Regions from separate parts of the Mus musculus genome. Here regions 2, 3, 4, 5, 6 and 7 are each linked to region 1. Evidence: chromatin contacts called from public Hi-C, HiChIP or PLAC-seq and promoter capture Hi-C data. All regions are on one chromosome and are shown on one strand. Each heading gives the region's core, a stretch centred on a gene start, on an enhancer-like site or on the middle of the called end of the contact. The rest is flanking DNA. Distances are from core to core; before and after follow the strand shown. Region 1 holds the start of Nek2 (NIMA (never in mitosis gene a)-related expressed kinase 2). Region 2 overlaps Ppp2r5a (protein phosphatase 2, regulatory subunit B', alpha). Region 3 overlaps Ppp2r5a (protein phosphatase 2, regulatory subunit B', alpha). Region 4 has its middle 6.4 kb from the start of Gm32128. Region 5 overlaps Gm32200 (predicted gene, 32200). Region 6 holds the start of Kcnh1 (potassium voltage-gated channel, subfamily H (eag-related), member 1). Region 7 has its middle 5.9 kb from the start of Gm32200.

The links. Promoter capture Hi-C pulls out the DNA fragments that hold promoters and counts their contacts. A called contact is a pair of places that touch in the nucleus more often than the background predicts. HiChIP or PLAC-seq counts read pairs in DNA pulled down with a chosen protein or histone mark.
Region 2: a contact with region 1 is called in an H3K4me3 HiChIP or PLAC-seq map of bone marrow-derived macrophages, with 8 times the contacts expected there. The contact joins the enhancer-like site here to the promoter of Nek2 in region 1. A contact is called at or near these places in 19 of 39 promoter capture datasets (the 3T3-L1 cell line, 3T3-L1-derived adipocytes, the C10 cell line and 11 more), 4 of 15 datasets of contacts at CTCF or cohesin (embryonic stem cells, large pre-B cells, pro-B cells and 1 more), 50 of 484 Hi-C or Micro-C datasets (3T3-L1-derived adipocytes, B cells, the BV-2 cell line and 31 more), 31 of 115 datasets of contacts at active chromatin or transcription factors (the HPC-7 cell line, the SCID.adh cell line, T-cell acute lymphoblastic leukemia and 21 more) and 5 of 9 other capture datasets (adipose tissue, embryonic stem cells, liver and 2 more).
Region 3: a Hi-C map of cortical neurons shows a contact between it and region 1, with 2.4 times the contacts expected there. The contact joins the enhancer-like site here to the promoter of Nek2 in region 1. A contact is called at or near these places in 13 of 39 promoter capture datasets (the 3T3-L1 cell line, 3T3-L1-derived adipocytes, the C10 cell line and 8 more), 5 of 15 datasets of contacts at CTCF or cohesin (the NIH/3T3 cell line, embryonic stem cells, large pre-B cells and 2 more), 42 of 484 Hi-C or Micro-C datasets (the AML12 cell line, CD8 T cells, the CH12 cell line and 25 more), 22 of 115 datasets of contacts at active chromatin or transcription factors (the 230-238 cell line, the HPC-7 cell line, the SCID.adh cell line and 13 more) and 4 of 9 other capture datasets (adipose tissue, embryonic stem cells, liver and 1 more).
Region 4: a promoter capture Hi-C map of liver shows a contact between it and region 1, with 3 times the contacts expected there. The contact joins the enhancer-like site here to the promoter of Nek2 in region 1. A contact is called at or near these places in 9 of 39 promoter capture datasets (the 3T3-L1 cell line, 3T3-L1-derived adipocytes, HPC-7-derived erythroid cells and 4 more), 2 of 484 Hi-C or Micro-C datasets (bone marrow-derived macrophages and embryonic stem cells), 9 of 115 datasets of contacts at active chromatin or transcription factors (the HL-1 cell line, embryonic basal ganglia, embryonic forebrain and 3 more) and 5 of 9 other capture datasets (adipose tissue, embryonic stem cells, liver and 2 more).
Region 5: an H3K27ac HiChIP or PLAC-seq map of trophoblast stem cells shows a contact between it and region 1, with 4 times the contacts expected there. The contact joins the enhancer-like site here to the promoter of Nek2 in region 1. A contact is called at or near these places in 4 of 39 promoter capture datasets (HPC-7-derived erythroid cells, hippocampal neurons, liver and 1 more), 1 of 484 Hi-C or Micro-C datasets (bone marrow-derived macrophages), 4 of 115 datasets of contacts at active chromatin or transcription factors (bone marrow-derived macrophages, embryonic stem cells, pancreatic cancer cells and 1 more) and 4 of 9 other capture datasets (adipose tissue, liver, macrophages and 1 more).
Region 6: a promoter capture Hi-C map of pre-B cells shows a contact between it and region 1, with 9 times the contacts expected there. The contact joins the promoter of Kcnh1 here to the promoter of Nek2 in region 1. A contact is called at or near these places in 6 of 39 promoter capture datasets (the HPC-7 cell line, embryonic stem cells, hippocampal neurons and 3 more), 4 of 484 Hi-C or Micro-C datasets (the HPC-7 cell line, the N1E-115 cell line, embryonic stem cells and 1 more) and 1 of 9 other capture datasets (embryonic stem cells).
Region 7: a promoter capture Hi-C map of pre-B cells shows a contact between it and region 1, with 2.8 times the contacts expected there. The contact joins the enhancer-like site here to the promoter of Nek2 in region 1. A contact is called at or near these places in 5 of 39 promoter capture datasets (the C10 cell line, the HPC-7 cell line, hippocampal neurons and 2 more), 2 of 484 Hi-C or Micro-C datasets (B cells and the N1E-115 cell line), 4 of 115 datasets of contacts at active chromatin or transcription factors (the 230-238 cell line, bone marrow-derived macrophages, embryonic stem cells and 1 more) and 1 of 9 other capture datasets (liver).

Annotation. Positions count from the first base shown.
Region 1 is chr1:191,820,199-191,822,768 of GRCm38.p6, reverse strand. Nek2 (NIMA (never in mitosis gene a)-related expressed kinase 2) reads right to left here and starts at 1,296. Exons shown (of 8, transcript NM_010892.3): 1 at 1,028-1,296; 2 at 405-622; 3 at 37-277. The coding sequence starts at 1,123.
Region 2 is chr1:191,351,776-191,354,345 of GRCm38.p6, reverse strand. It overlaps Ppp2r5a (protein phosphatase 2, regulatory subunit B', alpha), which reads left to right. Exons shown (of 13, transcript NM_144880.4): 12 at 371-472; 13 at 1,237-2,365. The coding sequence ends at 1,369. Among named protein-coding and RNA genes, the nearest start is that of Pacc1, 27 kb to the right of the region's middle. Within about 2 kb of position 1,280, at least 35 of the 459 cell types and tissues checked have an H3K27ac peak or open chromatin away from gene starts, as enhancers often do. A contact at or near this core is called in bone marrow-derived macrophages, neural progenitor cells, palatal mesenchyme and 1 more, where this site is marked.
Region 3 is chr1:191,374,194-191,376,763 of GRCm38.p6, reverse strand. All of the region lies in intron 1 of Ppp2r5a (protein phosphatase 2, regulatory subunit B', alpha), which reads left to right. Among named protein-coding and RNA genes, the nearest start is that of Ppp2r5a, 22 kb to the left of the region's middle. Within about 2 kb of position 1,298, at least 21 of the 459 cell types and tissues checked have an H3K27ac peak or open chromatin away from gene starts, as enhancers often do. A contact at or near this core is called in cortical neurons and erythroid progenitors, where this site is marked.
Region 4 is chr1:191,412,878-191,415,447 of GRCm38.p6, reverse strand. No RefSeq gene overlaps it. Among named protein-coding and RNA genes, the nearest start is that of Gm32128, 6.4 kb to the left of the region's middle. Within about 2 kb of position 1,282, at least 14 of the 459 cell types and tissues checked have an H3K27ac peak or open chromatin away from gene starts, as enhancers often do. A contact at or near this core is called in adipose tissue and liver, where this site is marked.
Region 5 is chr1:191,437,446-191,440,015 of GRCm38.p6, reverse strand. Gm32200 (predicted gene, 32200) reads left to right here. Exons shown (of 6, transcript NR_151615.1): 6 at 2,036-2,570. Among named protein-coding and RNA genes, the nearest start is that of Gm31987, 6.0 kb to the right of the region's middle. Within about 2 kb of position 1,290, at least 60 of the 459 cell types and tissues checked have an H3K27ac peak or open chromatin away from gene starts, as enhancers often do. A contact at or near this core is called in bone marrow-derived macrophages, embryonic stem cells and trophoblast stem cells, where this site is marked.
Region 6 is chr1:192,189,488-192,192,057 of GRCm38.p6, reverse strand. It overlaps Kcnh1 (potassium voltage-gated channel, subfamily H (eag-related), member 1), which reads right to left and starts at 1,281. Exons shown (of 11, transcript NM_001038607.2): 1 at 972-1,281. The coding sequence starts at 1,050.
Region 7 is chr1:191,469,637-191,472,206 of GRCm38.p6, reverse strand. No RefSeq gene overlaps it. Among named protein-coding and RNA genes, the nearest start is that of Gm32200, 5.9 kb to the right of the region's middle. Within about 2 kb of position 1,301, at least 139 of the 459 cell types and tissues checked have an H3K27ac peak or open chromatin away from gene starts, as enhancers often do. A contact at or near this core is called in the 230-238 cell line, the HPC-7 cell line, the N1E-115 cell line and 3 more, where this site is marked.

The DNA of each region.
Region 1 (2,570 bases), core at 47-2,546:
AGGGAAAAAAAAAAAGTTGAATTCTAAAATACTCACAGGAGACATGTAATAGGGTGTGCCAACAAACGTTTTTGCAAAACTCGTGTCGTGATTTAATATTCTAGCTAGTCCAAAGTCCCCCAGCTTGACATTGTGTTTGCTGTCCAGGAAGACATTGGCTGGCTTCAGGTCCCGGTGAAGCACAGTGTGGCCACCATCGCTCCTTCTGTGACACTCTTTCAGGGCCAGCGTCAACTGAGTCATCACTCGAAGGACAAACTCTTCCTCCAAGTACTGTCTGGAGAAAAAGCACATTTCACAACCCTGAATAAAAGCCATCTTCAATCTGGGGCAAGTCATTCAGAGCGTACAAACATGGAAGTTAATTATTATTAGATACGAACCGTGGGGCTCTTTCACCTTACCTATCCTTGGTCCCCTTTGAAATGACACTAGCCAGGTCCCCTCCCTCACAGTATTCCATTACGATGTACAGGGTTGTGTTGGTTCGGTCAATAATGCGATCATAGTAACTGACGATGTTTGGATGTTTCAGCTCCCGAAGCAAGTTCACTTCAGACACAAGCATCTGCTTCTCCACCTCCGTCATGGAGCCATAGTCAAGCTCTTTCCACACCAGGATCTGAAATACAACATTTCCAAGGTGTGAGACAAAGGGTGAAATTTCCAAAGTTGAAAAACAAAACACTAACAACTCAATGGGTGTGTCAGTGAGGGAGTCGAGACCGGGTTAATTTAGTGGGAAGACCCACCCGAAATGTGGGCGGTACCATCCCCAGCGCTTGAGTCCGGGACGGCGTGTGGCGCAGCGGCGAAGCAGGTCACGTGAGCTCGTCTTTCTGCTCGCCGCGGATTCGCGCCTCCACCGGTTCCCAGCCGCGGCTGCCCGCTCCACGAGCCCGTCCCTTCTTAGGAGGCTACAGCCCGGTCCTTCACGAGAGTTCAGGTGGCCGCCCTGCCCCTCCCCAGCGTGGGCGACGCTTGCTTCTCCCTAAGCCCGCCGTGGAAGGGCTGCCCGGCGCCTCACCTTGCCGTCGCTCTTCCTCCGAATCTTCTGACAGCGGCCGTAGGAGCCGGTGCCGATGCTGTGCAGCACCTCGTAGTCCTCCACCCGGGACGGCATGGCGAGCGGCCACCCTGGCAACCACACCACCGCGCCGCTCGGAGCCCAGGCTCGCCCGCTGCAGGCCAACCGCGCCGAAACCCGAGCCCCTCGTCTGCCTGCCTGAGTCGGCGAGCAACCGGCCACCGGGTCAACCGTCGCGGGCTTCGGCCTCGCATTCTATTGGTCCACAGCGAAGGTGCATCTCAACTCTGATTGGCTGAGAAAACACAACACTGCTAGGCATCCTGGGAAAATGCGTGTCGCTAGGCAACCGCGTCGGCGTTGGTGTCTGCGTCTAGCTGCTCTACGGAATACGAGCCGCGCCGAAAACCCCTGGGATTTGGGATCGCAAAGCCTGTTGGGGCCTCGGTAATTCCATTCCTTGGCTGAAGTCGCTATGGTAACGGATGTCCGAGGCTCTGGACTGGAGACACTGGCCTTTTGACCTTTCCACTTTGACCCCACCCTTTTCCGACTCCTCTGCACTCGGGTCCTGAACCTAAGCCCTTGTGTGTTGAGGATTTGATGACCCTGAGGGTGCGGTGAGTGCACCGAGCACTTTATAGTCCTCACACCTAGAGAGCCAGAATCCCTGTTCCAGCCCGGCTTGGTGGCGCGCTCAGGCAGATCTCTGTGAGCTTGAGGACATCCAGAGCTTTGTAGAGGGTCCCTGCCTTACCCCCACCCGCGAGAAAGACACCCCACGCCCAGAGAGAGAGAGAGACAGAGAGAGAGAAACTAGGCCCAACTGCCCAGAAGAGAACTAATTAAAAAATAATAAGAATAAAGGATATTCATAGTAATAACGCAGAGTTGACATGTGTTTTCTGAGCACAGTTAGCATAGTCTAGATCTCTGAACATTAAACTGAGAGACCTGTTGAACATAGAAACGTATCCAAAGCTTAGGGACTGAGTATGGAAGCATTCAGAACAGAGTCACCACACTGCCAAATTGTACTTCTAAGACATCTACCAAAAAAGTGTGTTAGGAAAAAAAAAAAAAAAAAGGTGTTCCCTAATAGCCAATCCGGGAGCTGCATGCAGTTTGCTGACTTGAGCTCACATAGCCAGTGACATGGCCCCGCTTTGACTTGGGGAAGGGGAGCTAAAGGCTTCCATCCAGAGCAGGTGGGGGGTAATGTGCATTACCAGAAAGCTAATAATCTGCTGCATAAATGGGTCATTGTTCTTAAAATATCTGTTCATGCTGTGATTGAAAAAGAACCCAATGTCCTATTAATAAGAATTAGAAGCCTCCTTATGTTAAAAATAAATGTATTTTGTGCGCTGAATTTAGTATAAGCTAATTGGAATTGCCAGCCAGGAGAACTTTTAAATTAGCATTCAAGGACATTGTCACACCTCAAAGGGGTAGGATTAATTTAGGTCTCAGAAATTATATAAGGAGCTACAAATGCCTGAGGTCATTTATATGGTGTGTGTGTGTCATATGTGATGTGTGT
Region 2 (2,570 bases), core at 31-2,530, 470 kb after region 1:
CTGCTTATCCTTATAAAGCTGTCTATGGATGCTCCTCAGCAAATGGTCTAACCAGCTTGCGGTCCAGTGCCATCGGCTGAGCCAGCTGTATCCGGCCTCCCCAAGCTAGGAACTGAGGACCAAAGGGAGACATGGCATTCAGACATTCCGACTTCTGTGACATTTTTATCTTGCTACCCAGGGTCTAGGATGAGACTACAAAACTCACATGAAGAGAACCAGAATATTGTATCTACATAGGAAGAGGGTAAACATTAGAATCTCTGGCCTGTGAGACTAGACTGTTTCCACTTTAGTTCTAGCATCTGGCATTAATTATGCATTCAGTGTTGCTGGCCTCTAACCCAGAACTGTCTTCTCTTTCTTTCAGGACTATTGTAGCACTGGTGTACAATGTGCTGAAAACCCTCATGGAGATGAACGGCAAGCTTTTTGACGACCTTACTAGTTCCTACAAAGCCGAAAGACAGAGGTACTTGATGAGTTTTGAAAATTCTGTGTTCTTCAGTTCAGAAAGGTCCATCTCTTAGTCGGTGGATCTATGGTGAATATGTTAGGCATTATCATTTGGAAGCCTCTGAGCACTACAGCCATTGTCCAGGAAAGTAATCCCGGTATTTTTATAAATTTGTTAAGACTTTCCTCCTCTAACAGTTAGACTGTGGTTTAAGTGCGGATCGTGTTCGTCCTGATCTCAGCTGAGACATAAGATTTTTCCCGAGAGCTTGATAGTCCTGGTGCTGTGGATCATCAGAGAGTGGTATCTGAAGTCAGCACACTGTCAGGAAGCGAGTCAGAGCTCTGTGATTTTAAGGCCAGGAAGACACAAACAAAAACCTCACAAGGTTCAGGTAGAAATTAGAACCAGGATCCAAGTCCACAAAGCAACAGGCAGGAGAGGTGTGTGGGAACCAAGACCTAGAAATAAAAGCCCTCCTTTACAGCCTGTACTTTCTTTACTTATCTAGTTTTAAAGCTCACTCAGTTTGAACATAAACTGACGGGTGGGTAGATTGCCTTTCTGCTGGTATGGAAGGGTGGGGCTTCTACCTCTCCCTAGGAGGCCTGAGTGTTAACTGTAGCTGACCTAGAGGCCTCGAGTGACTACGGTGAATTAGTGCCATGTAATACCACGCGTGTCACAGAAGCCACGGGCATTGTAATGCTCGCTCCCCACAAAGCCACCAACCAGTGTCTTTCCTGAGCTTCCCATTAAAACTGCTGATCTCTCTACAGAGAGAAGAAGAAAGAACTGGAACGGGAAGAGTTGTGGAAAAAACTAGAGGAGCTGCAGCTGAAGAAGGCTCTAGAGAAACAGAACAATGCTTACAACATGCACAGTATTCGCAGCAGTACCAGTGCCAAATAAAGATCAGCTCCCCCTGCTGGGCGGTCGTTTTGTACACTTTTTTTTTTTTTTGAATATATAAAAACTTCAGAGCAGACCTCATCAGTATAATATAATTAGGAGGCCAGTTTTTCCTGGCAAGCGTAAAAGCGAAAGAATTATGGACTAAAACATAGCCCTGTGCTGTATCACGGCCACAGTATATTGTAAACTCTGTCTAATCATGGATTGTGTCACTGTCTCTGTTGAGTGAGGTGATCGTGGGAGTGGCAAGCGTGTGTTGCGACTTGAGCCCGGTTGTGCTGCACACACAGATGAAGCCGTCCTCTGCACACTTCCTTTATCATGTGTTTTCACCGTGCTGCACACCTTGGTGCTGCACACCTTGAGTACATCTGAGGAAAGAGCCTCGTAAGATAAGCGGAGGGGTTGCCCTTCCCTCACCTCTCCTAGAGAGGTGTGGGCAGGGGACAAGAGCCCAGCCTCATTAAAGACACTGCCATACTCTGGGTTTTACAACATCTGACATTTCCAGGCTTCTGAAGCACAAAGTATTAAAGTTGGGGGGGGGAAGTAAACCAAAATTCTGATGTTCCCAAATCCCCCCTTCAGCAGCGGCTCCCCGGAGCGTGTGCGGAGCAGCACAGGCCACGGGTGGACCCGAGGCTCACCTCCTTCATTCCTCTCCTCCAAGGCTGGAGGCAGGGCCTTCCCAGTCCTCACCCTGCCAGTCCCCAGGCCTGCCTGCCTGCAGGGTGGAGCTCTGGGTCCCTCCCACAGTGTGATGCAGACTGCTAGCTGTCACTGCCTGGCTTTATTTAAAGGAACTGCAGCAGGTGTCCTCAGAGCTGACTATGTAGAAGCTTTGTCTGTTTTTACCTGGTCAGGTATTTTTCACACTGTTGTTACCAGTACCATTCCAGCCTCTTGCCTTGCAGTTGTATGGAAAACTGTTTTATAATGAGAGATCTTTACTGAGGATTGAGCAGCATTTAATAAAGTCTATGTTTGTATTTTGCCTTATGTCATTTGCTCTTTTGTCTCTGGAAGATATTTATATTAGAGAATTATAACTTACGGATGTACTCTAATTAGAATTAGGTTGCTTGTGGTCCAGGGATTAGGAGTCTAGCCATCTAACCGATCTTTTCATAAAATCCCAAGCTTCTTGTCCCTCCGTGTTCTAGGACAGTTTAACATTAAAGCTAGTTTTAACTAAAAC
Region 3 (2,570 bases), core at 49-2,548, 450 kb after region 1:
CTGGTTGGTTTCAATCCATACTTTGAAAACCAGTATTCTAGGGCAGTGTTTTGTTGTTGTTGTTGTTTTTAGAGTGTGAGCCTGGTACATCTCAAGCTGGGTATTTGGGGGAAAAAAAAATGAGGAGTTTAGGAAACACCTGACAGGGCTTCGGGAGAGTTTTTGAAGGTGTGTAATGGATCTCCAAAGGGGAAACGCTTATTTCTCCAGAACTGTCTTAGTCTCTCCTGCTTGTCACAGGGATTTTTATTTTTAACAGTGGTAAAGTCTTTAGTGAAATCAAATTTCAATCATAATAAGATGGAAAAGTTACATGCATTTTTAAAACTCATATTCAAGCCAAGTTTAAATTAATTATGTATTTCGCAAAGGCACAGCACATGTGTTTCTTTATAGCTCGCTCCTTGATTGTGCAGTTTCTCTTGTACTGTTCATAATATCGTGTAGTGCCTTCTTATTGCTGGCTTAGTGATGGTTTCCAGGGGAGTCCTTTAAAGTAGCCTTAGCTCTGAGGATGTTACCGAAGATGAGCACAATTTGGTATTACAGGTCGTATAATATTCTTCCCTAGGCAATATAAAAACCTTAACGCATTGAAGTTGTTGACTTTGCTGTACATCTAATAGTTATGGATTGCTCTTTGGTAAATACTTGGGAGAGATCAAAATACTTCTGCAGGTGTATGTAGGATTGGCTTCGTTGTATCATTTAAGTGGAGTTCACCGGTGTATTACTGAACTTTCCTCATCACTGTGTCAAAAAGAAAGAATTTAAGGGAGAAAATGTTTGTTGTAGCTCATGGTTTCAGAGAGTTGTAGTCTGTCCCAGCCAGGAAGGCCATATAATGGGAGCATGTGGCTCCAGATGCTCGCTTGTGTCAGGACAGACAGGAAGTGGCAACACGAGTCGGAGCCAGAAGTGGTATAGCTCCCACAAGCCCACCCCTAGTCACCTATCTCTGCTATCTCGGCCCCTTGCTGCAACGCTTCCACAGGCCAAGAAACACCACCAGCAATGGACCACATTAGCCTGTAGGAACAGTTCAGATTCAAACCATACTCCCTGTTATTTTAAATACCCTTCTCTTATATACTCAGGGTTCATTTATATGTTTTTAAGAAGTTAATATCCATCAATGTGTTAGTTTCCCCGTTGCTCTGACAGAAATACCTGATACAAATAAAGGAAGAAGGCTTTTATTTTTAGCTGCATGCACTTGGGCAGAAGAGGAATGTGTGGAGGAGCAGCTTCTTCACCACTGATAGCTAAGGAAGGCACTGAGTGAGAGACTTGGTCCTGCAGATAAGAAACTTGGTGTCGTGTGTGGTGGTGAGAGCGAGGGGAGAGAGGGCGGGACTTGCCTATGAGTGGTGGTCACATGTGCAAGAGGATAAAGCGTGAATTTGTAGTCATTCCAGTATCAGGAGAAAAAATGCTCAAAAATATCTTAAGACTCTGTTAGAACTGAGTCAGCTTCTAAAGATGGCACCTATTATCCCCAAATCATCATTATAATGGAATCTAATGATAGTAACAGTCAAGATGCAGCGCAAGCGCTGGGACAGGGCTCAGAGGTAGAGCGAGCACTGGCTTAGCCTGTGTGAAGCCTTGTGCTCAGTGCCCGGGAACAGACACAGAAGATTAAGATGGATACAGAGGTACCGTCTTCTTGAATAAAGATACAGCTATATTTGAAGGATAGAGTTTTGTTTTTTTTTTTAAGTAAATGAGTGACTGCAAGGATGCTGAGGATTTTCTCTACAAGTTACAAAGGGTTACAGTCATCATCATCAAAAGTGTGCAATACATATGTGTTCTGAAAAGCTTAGCATTGATAGAGAGCTTATAAAAAGCAAAGATGTCTTATCTCCTATATTTTTAAACTAAAGAGCTTGGTACCAGTGTTAGGAAATGCCATTAACTAATTGAAATTAACTATTTAACAGAAAACTCCAAAAGGTTTAAGGAAAAGGCCCTTGAGATGTCACCGAGTTTGCAGAGAAGAGCAAGCTCTGCTGCTGAACACCTGCTGGTGTTTGGACCAAGCAGGGGTAGTAGGCCCGACTGCTGGCTGTGTGCGTCAGTCAGAGCTGCCTCATTCTCTCCACAGTAGGTGAAGTCTCATTCCAGAGCTCAGGCAGGTTTTATCTGCAAATTTAATGATTCTTTTAAAAAAAAAGTTAACATATGTCCATTTCAGAGTAGTTCCCTAAAAGATGATTGAATAAAAAAAATAATAAAAATGTTATTTACTGTCCCTCAGCTTCACATCACAGGGACCGGTGCTGGCTCTGGGACAGAGCAGGAGAGATGATTAGTTGTGGGTGTAGACCTGTCTTAGACACTTTTAGTAGCACAGCCACAGAAGGCTAATACAGTACATTCAAAACTTATTTGTAGTTTTTAGCAGTCCCTCCAGAAGTCATGTAAATTTTGCTGGTCTTTAAAATATTCACACTTGCTATAATAAAAAAGAAATGGGGGGGCGGGGCTAGGGAGATGGCTCAAGATGGGCCATGGAGTCATGAGAACCTGAGTTGAATTTCCATTCCTCACACTTAGTCCCAACA
Region 4 (2,570 bases), core at 33-2,532, 410 kb after region 1:
GGTGAAAATTCTTTGGTGGGAGTGATGTTTGAGAGAAAATTCATTTTAATAACACGTTTGCTCCCTCCGAGTATCTCGAAGATATCTTTTAAACAGATAGTCAGTATACAATTTTTTCATTTCACTTTGGTTTTCTCATGAGAACTTTCCAAATTTATGTGTATTTTTAAACCTACAGAATGTTTCTATTCAAATACTAGATTTGCATCAGAAATACTTGATCTGTATTTATATTTCACATAATTTATAGCTGAAAAAGTATTCACATACCTGATTTATTCCAAACATCCTAAAACTTAAAAAAGCATTTCCAATATCCTGGTTAAGTACCAAAAATAATTTTCTCTGTTTATATATACATCCATAATTTCCAGCCTGGTTTCTTTTAGAGCTGACTTTAAATCCCATTGATTTTAAGCCTGTCTGATTTGTTAACTTTGTGTAAGTCTGTGCTAGTGTTCATTTATTGATCTGTGAGATTAGCACACAAAATGGTGGGTGTCCTCACGGCATCTTCTGCTCACACATCTCACCATGCTTAGTTTTAATTTTTTCCCTCCCATGCTGACCTTTCTTGGTCCCCTCCCTCCTCTGTCTTGTTCTTTTTCTTCCCCCAGGTGGGTACCCCTCTCCTTTCTTTCATTCTCTCTATTAAGATCTCTAATAATCTCCATTAAGATCTTACCTTCCTTAAGATCTCTTCATCCTCTCTCATGATTACCTCCCTAGTTTTACAGCCAACACACACACACACACACACACACACACACTGAGCACTGGCAGAGAGCACAGATAACTGTCTTCTATTTCTGCATTCCACAAGATGATGAGTCATATCACGTGTACACCTTTAGGATAACTTTAAGAACTACGCCCGCCCACGAGCTCACTCAGCAAGCTGAGCGCAAGCATCTTTTCAATATGTATCATTTCCATGGAATGAAGAGCCAGGTGTTGGTGGTGCTCGCCTGTAATCCCAGCAGCAGCCTGGAAATAAAGGCAGGTGGATTTCTGTGAATTTGAGCCAGCCTGACGTCATAGTGAGACCCAGTCTCAGAAAAGTAAAAAGAGGAGCAAATGGACAGACGAAGGATGAGCCCCTTGTTTAGAAGCTGCAACAGTTCAGCCAGGGGAGGTGAGGCAAAGCCAGAGGCAGGAGGGCAACTGGACGCCAGCAGGGTTATATAAATTTAGCTTCTTGAAAAACTGGAAGCAACCCTGTCTCAAAAGGGTCAGGGGCATAGAGCACTTGCCTGGGATGTGAAAGGTCCTGGCCTGAGCACTGAAGCCAAACAAGCAAGCAAGCAAACATCACAGGCAACGGCAGCCCTTGATCTACTTTTGCCAGGCACCCTTCACTGTGACAGAAGTTATGCCTGGTCTCTCTAGCAGAGATCTTTGACAAATGTAACATTTGCAAATGTCTATACCAATGAAAGTAACATTCAGCTACGGAACAACAATACTTAAAAAGAAAGTGAGTTTGAAAATCCTGTGGAATGAGGTTATCCAAAGTATCAGTTGGTTGTGTTTCTTCTATCACATGACTTTCTCTGTCCCTGAAGAAAGTCCTGAACACCTGGATTTGAATCGATTGGATTTTGGCATTGTCAGGAAGACTTTGGAACAAGACAATTATTGCTTAATTGAGGAACTTCCAGGTCTTCCCCTCCACCTTTGTTGAGGAATGACTGACAAAAGCTGTCCATATTTAAGATGCAGACATCTGATAAAAGCTGTGACAAAATTACCAAATGAAGACAGGTATTTCACAACCATCTCTGCAGGTACCCTTTACTGGGTAGTCTGAATGCTTAAGATCTAATTACTATACATTATCACTAATTGATACATTGTTATTTTTTTCTGGGCTGGGGACTGGCCAGGCTTTGTCTTGCTAATTAAGCATGTCCCCGCTGAGGACCCCCCCCCCCCCCCCAGCCCTAGGATCATTAATTTAACCGTGGCGCTCAGATCTCCACACTGTAAATTAGGGCTTACATCTAAAAGGCAGTGGCTTCAGTCAGCAGGTGAGAGTCTCCACTTCCTTTACTCCCTGCCCTTAGTGACTACCCTGCTCTTTAACTCCTTGAATGCCACACGTGAGACAAGGGTGCAGCATTTGTCCTAGTGTGTCTAGCATGATGTCCCCCAAGTTTATCCATGTTGCAGGGAATGTATTTCCTTCTTTATAAGGCCAAATCATATAGATCACCTATGTAGCTCACATTTTCTTTATCCATTCATCCACCAGCATGGGCTGTTTCTGTAATTTGGCTATTGTCCCCTGTGCTGGAGAGAGCAGAGTGTAAGGATCGTTTCAAGGTACTGATTTCATCTCCTTTGGATCGATATCCAGAAGTGGAATTGTTGGACCATATGGTAGCTCTGTTTTCAACTTTTTTTTTTTTTTTCAGGAACTTCCAAACTGCTTCCCCTAAAGGCTGTGTTGAGCTTATACTAGTTGTAAAATGTCTCTCAGATCTTCCCCTTATTTTCTCCAGCAGAATTTCTAAGATGGAGATGGTAATGTTCTTGGCCACCCCTCCATCTAAAAGTGGTTCTCTTTT
Region 5 (2,570 bases), core at 41-2,540, 380 kb after region 1:
ACTCAGGACAGGAGCTCAAGGTGGCAGTCACAGAGGGATGTTGCTTTCTTGTACCACCCAGGACTATCTGCCCAGGGATGGCACTGCTCACAGTTGGCTCGTCCACATCAATCATTAATTCAGAAAAAAAACCCTACAGGCAATCTGATGGAGGAATTTTCCAGTTGAGGTTCCTCTTCCCAGATGACTCTAACTAGTTTCAAGTTGACATAACTAACCAGACTCCTTTTCCAGGCCTATGAGAGAACAAGTATCTGCCGTTCATACCACTGCTCAAGAGCAACTCCAGTGTGCCTCAGTTTCCTTGTTATGAGGGCCCTCTCCAGAAGGTGGGCTGGCTTCTTACAAGGGGAGGCTCATCAAACACTAGCAAGCGTTCTGAAGGCCAGTGCTACCTGTCTGTCTGGTTCAGGTGTTGAATCCTTGAACTTTGTTGCCAAGGAGATTCTTATGCATAGATAAGGGCCGGCCTCTGAGTGTGCCTTGGACCACACTCTTGCATACTCTAACCCTTCTGTTCCCTCTGAAAAAGGAGCTCTGCAGTGGTGACCCACTACATCTGAAGAGTGAGATCTCCCACTGAACTTTTAACATCATCCCCATGCTTGTCAGAATTGTTGTTACCAGTGACCTGGTTGGAGTTTTCTCTTTTCTCCTTGGCTCTATGTAGCTCTCAGTTGAAAATGGCTGAAGCAGGATGTTAGCTACCTCACATGGTCAACCAGAGGAACAGAGTAGTCCACGGTGTGAATGGGAGTCAGTGGGGTGTGTTTTAAAGACTTGGAAGTCCTATTGGAGGCCAGGCCACCTCCATTGCCGCTTCATTTCCCTTTTAACTCTGCTTCCTTTTTGCACCTTTGTTTGGCTTTAAATCAGTGTGTTTCCTCTCTCTGCGGGACCTGACTGTCTAAGTTCTCTCAGAGGGCAAGCTAAGGTGCATCCTTTGTTAGATGCTAACTAGTTTCCTGGCTGCCCAGAGAGGTCAAGTGGGTACTGCCCACCTCTTCCAGGAACCCAGTGACATTCTGTGGGGAGGGACTGACCTCTCCAGGAGGCCACCAGAAGAACCTGTGGCATCTATGGGTTTACAGAGTGAAGGGATCCAGAGGCCTGCTGTGATCTTTCTTGATCCTTCTCCCCAGAAGACCTCAGAAGGGAAAAGGGCCCTTTGGAGCAAAGAGAGCAGCTTCTGGTTCATCCTGACAGTCAGTGTGTTCCACATGGGGCGTGTGACTCACCAGCCTTGGTCATGATTCTGCCCAGGATTAACAAGTCTTCCGGAATTAGCAACCAGTGCATACACCCACGGAGTAGCTAGACAGTTTCCATTCAGAACACACAGCAGGATACATAATCAGAGAGGAGGAAGGCTCAAATGACTGTGGATGACCCTGGCTCCTCTGACTGGCCTGCAGGATGAATCCTTTCTGCTTCCTCATAGATAGTTCTCCAATTAGAGAGCGGACTCCTCTCTGCTTTGCCTTTTAGCTCCTCATCCAGCCCAGGCCTCTCACGTGCCAGGAAAGCATTCTGTCACTGAGCGCATCTTGCATCCTGGTTAAGGATTACTGAATTCCCTGGGAGGTGCCAGTAACCAGGTAGTCTTGTGGAATTCATCATTTGGTGGGGAACCTTGGGTCAGTGATCTAATCTTTTACAGTGTGGTGCCCTGGTCTATGGGGTAGGATAATAACACACCCAACTCATTAGGTAACACACAGAGTGCTCATCAGCATACCTGACACTTAGTGGACATGTAATTACTGAGTGTTGTTAGGTTCTATTAAGAAATGACTGGTGTGGGTCTGGGGTTGCTGGTGTCCTGAGGTGCCTGCTGGTGCTGAAGCAGAATCGTCACCCAGGGACGTTGGGCCTCAGACACAGCTGGCATGGGATGAGTCCCTGGGTTCTGTACCCATTCCCCTTGCCTAATCTGGAAGAAAGCAGGGTGATCAACAAGGCCTTGCCAAGGAAGAGAATGATATTCAAAAGTGTGATTATTTTACAGCTATCATTTGTTTGTTCTTTCCTGTAGGAGCCACCCGGACAGCTACGTGGTGGAGAGAAAGCCTGGGGATGCCACGCTGTGTGACTGGGTCCAGTCCCGTGGTCAGTCAAGGAGTTGGTTGCAGCCTTCGAGGCCTGCCTTCAGTGCAGCCTCCCAGTGAGGCCTGCCGCTTGTCTGGGCCTTAAGTCCCTCCCTGGCCTCCTCTTTGGTGAGGTTTCTGAGTCCCCCTAGACATTGACCGTTTCTGCTTCTCATGAGCAAAGACATCTTGCAGGTACCTGCTGGAACCTGCCACATCAGATCCCACCTGCTTCTGTGTTCCCAGGTCTTCTGGGAAAGATGAGGTAGAATCTCTGATGTTCCCAGTAAGGTAGATAAGCTACCTTCCAGGGGGCAGCATCTATACGGCTGCCACTGTTGTGTGGTTCCAGGTAAATGCCAAGATCTTTGTGCCCCAGCTGACCGGTCAGCCCCATTCACAAGGGCAAGCTTCCCTTAGGCAAGGAGAAACGAAGATGAGTGGCAGAGAGGGGGAGGGGCCACTGAGCCATCTCCAAGGCTC
Region 6 (2,570 bases), core at 32-2,531, 370 kb before region 1:
TCAGAATTGGGTAGCCTGGTGAACAGGTGTATGCAGCAACTCCCCATCTCCAGGACTGTATGTGCAAGCTGTGGGTCGGAAAGGTTTGGATAGCTCCCTTTGGATCGCTACTCTGAGGACTTTTCGCCTTCTGGGCTTCATGCTAATAAACCATAGGAAACTGCAATCTCTGAGTAAAAAGGTGTCGAAAATTATTCCCCTTCCATCAGTCATAGTAGGACTCTCTCCTCCCAGCTACAAAAACCTCGTGCTTGTGCACAGGTTTCTTGGGTAATGAATCGGCTTGTGATGGAGGACAAGATTGGGAGGGTTTAAAAGAGACAATAGATGCCAAATTTGTACCCGGGACCACTTAGTTCCCTCTGTTTCCCCGGCTGAGTCCAGAAAAACCATCGGACCTTCGTGAGCCATTTGCTCTAGCTGGTTGGCGAGGGTGCATAAGACAGCCCTGCCAAAGGGTTTCTTCTGGTCAGACTTTCCTGCTTAAGGGATGGAAGGTGGAGTTGGCAACGTCCCTGCACCCGAACAGGGCCAGGACCAGTAGCCCAGCTCTGCTGCTACCTCTGGCCTCCCTGCTCCTCAGGACTCCCGGGGAGCCTCCGCGGGGAGGCGGCCAGTGCGCATCAGGAGCGCAGTGCTTGAAGGTGGCCAGCCTGCAGCCACTTTTCGCATGACTTTTCTCACCAAATGCCAGGCTTTCCTGGAGAGGACAGCGGGAGGGCGCGGGAAAAGGCCCCAAAGGCGTAGGCTAGAGATCTCTCCTCCAGAGATGGGGCACACTAGACCCCCTCCAGCCCTGCCCACCTCCCAGGCCCGCAGGCAAGAGAAGCTGGTGAGCGGAGCTCCGGGATGCCCCCGCATCTGTTGGCACCAGGCGGGAGGCGTCTGCAATCACCGCACTCAGAAAAAAAAAAAAAAAAAAAAAAAATCAAAACCCACCTGGGCGACAGAAATCCAAAGGCAGTTCTTACCGTTGGACCGCCGCACGATGTTCTCCAGAAACGTGTTCTGCGGGGCCACTAGTCCCCGCCGGCCGCCAGCCATGGTCATCCTCCCGACTGCCGGACTCTGGGGGCGTCCGGCGCCGTGTCTCACCGCAGCAGGCGGCCGGGTGCGCAGCCCGCAAGCGTTCCTGGCTCCACGCGCCCCATGCGCTCCGCAGCCCCGGAGCGCAGGGGCGGCGGCTGGCTCCCGCTGCCGCCCTCGCTGCGCTCCGCACCTCCCCGCTGCGGCCCGCCCGGGTGTGCGCTCGAGTGCCCCGGGCTCGGTGCGCCGCGGCCGCCTCCCGTGGGCGGAGGGAGCCAGCCGGTCCAGGGCGCCCCCTACCGTGCGCGCATCCCTCGGGGACACAGCCGTAACCAAGAGCCACGGGGTGAGGCTGGAACCGGAGCGGCACCCTCTGGGTGCAGCGGGAAGTGTTATCCAGAGTGTGCCTGGGGTGTGCAGAGCACGGTGAGCAGCTTTATTGGTAAAGTCACATACACACACACACCCGAAAAGGTCACAAGAAGACTCTTTCTTTACGCGGTGTCAGATCGGAGTCAGAACCTTCAGGCTCTGCAAACAGCATGAGCTGCATGTCTATCCAGCTTCCCCAGAATTAACCAACCAAGTGTCTAAGGGCAACAACTTACAGAGTGACTGCCAGATTCAGCTCCCAGGAGCCGTTTTGGTTTGTCTTTACCATCAATGTGCCTGCAGCCTCCTCAGTTGATAAATGGCTTTCACCTGTTTGGCGTCTTCTCTTACAGAGCAATCATTTTACCAAAAAAGAAAAACAACAAAACATGAGTTGGCACATCGGGGTTTCCAGCTACAGTACAATCTCTTAAGATTTGTGTGTAAGGTGAAAAAAACAAAAAAAAAAACAAAAAACGGGAACTGGCTGTCCAGCATCAAAGAGGAGGGCTACTTCTGAAAGCTTCCCAAAGTAAAAGTACATCAGATTTTAATTAAACAGCCATAGCTGTGGCTTGGAGAAGCATCCACAAGGCACAGGTGAAGCAGGTGCGGCTTCACAGCAGGTAGAAATGACTTGGACCTCTTGTTCACTGAAGGAAGAGGGGGTGTTCCAACTGCACATAATGTGTACCTGTCGTTGTGCTGTGCGTGTGGCGGGGGACTGAGACAATGCCCACAGAAGGATGCATTGCTACTTGACTGGTTAGTTTCCAACTGGACAAAGATTCAAAATAAAATGCAAAGATAAACCCGCCGCTGAAGCCCGTGACGCCGGGGCTCACCTCCGGAAACACCTTAATGGTTCGCAAAGACACACTGTCTCAATTTTTTAATCTCAGAAGCAGAGCCAATTCCTTCCAGGCATTCTCTGAGTGGTCGAGCACTGCGGAGAATAGACGGGGGGGGGGGGGGGGGGATCCTGACTTTAAAGTTCTGTGCGGGAGGTCTGCAAAGATGGCTCAGCACCTGAGAGCACTCTTGCAGGAGACCTGCGTTTAGTTCACAGTAGGCCAAAGCCATCTGAAATTTCAGTTCCAGACCATTTGATGCCCTAGTCTGACTTCTTCAGGCACCAAGCATGTGCATAGTACACGTACAAACATGCAGGC
Region 7 (2,570 bases), core at 52-2,551, 350 kb after region 1:
GGTTCACCTTGGTCTTTCCCATCATTCATCTCTCTACCCATCTGGCCCTGGCCTTGAGGTTTAGCATCACAGAAGAGAGGGCTTCTAGGTAGAATGCCGCAGAGGAGACTGGCCCCCTCCAGGAACAACACACCCCTTTATTTATGGTCTTCCTTTTTTCCCCATCAAATCAGATTTTGTTTTCTCCACAGAGGTGGAAGAGACAAAGCCTTGTGGTTAATATGCAGAAGCGGTCACCCACTTCCAAATCTCTATTATCCCTGCGGAAAGGCACCTCTTGGGGCTCTTAAACCCTTTACTGCTTCCATTGCACAATTACACTTACCTGTTTTTGTCTGAATACAGAAGGAAGTTCGTATATAATCCCAAGGAAAGGGAAGGCATTTGCACCTACTATTGTCTTTTCCTGACCAGTTGTCTCGTTGAATTTTGTTTTGTTTTGTTTTCTGTTTGAGACTGGCTTCAAAGTCTCCACATAGCTAAGAATGAACCTGTCTAATCCTCCTATCTCTACCTCCCCATTGCTGGAATTATAGGTGTGTCTCACCACACCCTGATCCTTGAGGTTTTATCTTAAAATTTTTTTCTTGGGTGTTCAAAAAAAATTTTTTTTAAGTCATGTAAAGGAATGACAAGCAAATATTAAATACAAATAAAGAATAATTATATATTGGGCTAGCAAGATGACTCAGCAGGTAAAGGAGATTTGGGCAAGGCTGAGGGCCTGAGTTTGATCCTGAGACCCACAAGGAGGGAGAGAAGCAACACAAACAAGTTGTTCTCTCACATGCACACACATGCTGTGGACCGCATGCAGCATTCTCCCCCCCCCCCCACACACACACCAAAAACAGAATAAATGAAAACAAAACCCAACAAAACCAAACCCAAAAACCAAAAGTAGTGTCAAAATGTTGGTATGTTAAGTCACTATTAAATTGAGAATACACTATTAAATTGAGAATACTTGGATGTTGCTATAGCAGCAACACCCAAGAGGCACGTAGGTAAATTTAAATGGTCTAGCAGCCCCGTTTTAAAAAGTGGTTGAAGCTAATAAAACAATCACATTGTCATTTAAACTTGTAATAAATATTAACTTAATGAGATATTTAATTTTCATATAAACCTTTGGTTGGGTGCATATTTTATATTTTCTGTACATCTTAGTTTGAGCAGCTACGTTGTAAATGCTCGAATCTGCCCTGTGTGACTGTGCCTTCTGTAGAGGACAGGATAGTTCCAGGTTTCTTGTTATTTCGTTCTCACCCAGCCAGGAAGGAAGAAAGTCCCCAGAGGCTGATCTCTTTCAAGCCTCCTATTGCTGGCTAATTAAATCCCTAAGCAACGGCTGAGTCACTCTCAACTGTGGCAAACAATTTAAGAAATGTGTCTCAGAGCCAAGAACACAGCTCCCCACGTACAAGGAGAGAGGCGAGGCCTCTGGATGAGAGCTTTGGAGGAGAGGGAAGAGTGTGGGAAATCAGGTGCGTCTGTGTGGGAGGGAAGAGGTAAGCCATCACTAAAGGCTAGAGAGGAACAGAGGAGCGAAAAAGGGTCCCTGCTGAGTCATGTTCCTCCTGTCTTTACAGCCCCTCTCTGAGGCCGGACTGGGGCTCATGTCATAGACACAGAATCCCAGATCATCAACACTCAAGTCTGGTGTAGGGCTCATCGTCTAATTCATTACCCCTAAGCTCCAGGAGAACAGGCTCAGTGTGCATAGACTCTGGTGCAAAGCGTGTCCAAGTATGCAGTGTTTACATAGACTGTATTATCTGCATGATGCATACTCTATTTGCAGGCGGATCTCAGGATCTAAAAACTGTCTCCACGCTTCCCAGTAAAGGGGCTGCTTCTTACCCCTCCTCTGCGTTTCCTTTTCCTCCACCCACCACCCGCAGTAGACTCCTTTGAGAAAAGCAGTGTGGATTGGAGGAAGCAGGAGACTGAGATAACAGAGACAGAGGAGGAGGATACAAAGAATCCACTCAAAAGCCACATGGGAGCCTGCAGAAGTCACACAGTGAATCCGCAGGGCTGAAGAGCCACAAGGGAGCCTGCAAATTTGACAACTGTTTTAGGGGAGAAGAGGAGTGATTGCCAAAGCTTTATTTGTCTCAGAATATCCTATTGACCTCAGTCCTTGTGTGGTTAGTGTTAGTTCTAGGTAATCCAGAGAGAAGGCATTTTCTCCCCAAGACCCTGTTAAAAACAAAACCAGGCTAATCTGGAGGCAGCCAGAAGGAAGAGCCATTGTGCTGTGTTGACACTTTGGCCAGCCACTTTCTAGCTGAACTGCCTCGGACAGTTGACTGAAGTGTCTCTGCTTCAGACTCTTGTTAAAATAGGTTAGCTTGTGTTTATTTGATGTATGTATGGTTTTTATATGATGTGCATATGCTTTGCTTGCACACACACACACACACGTATGTGCATTATGCGTGTTCGGTTCCTGAGGAGGCCAGAAGAGGGCATCTGTACCCTGGAGCTGGAGTTACAGATTGCTGTGAGCTGCTATATGGTGCTGGGGACTGAACTCTGGTATTCTGCAAGAACAGCCATCTCTC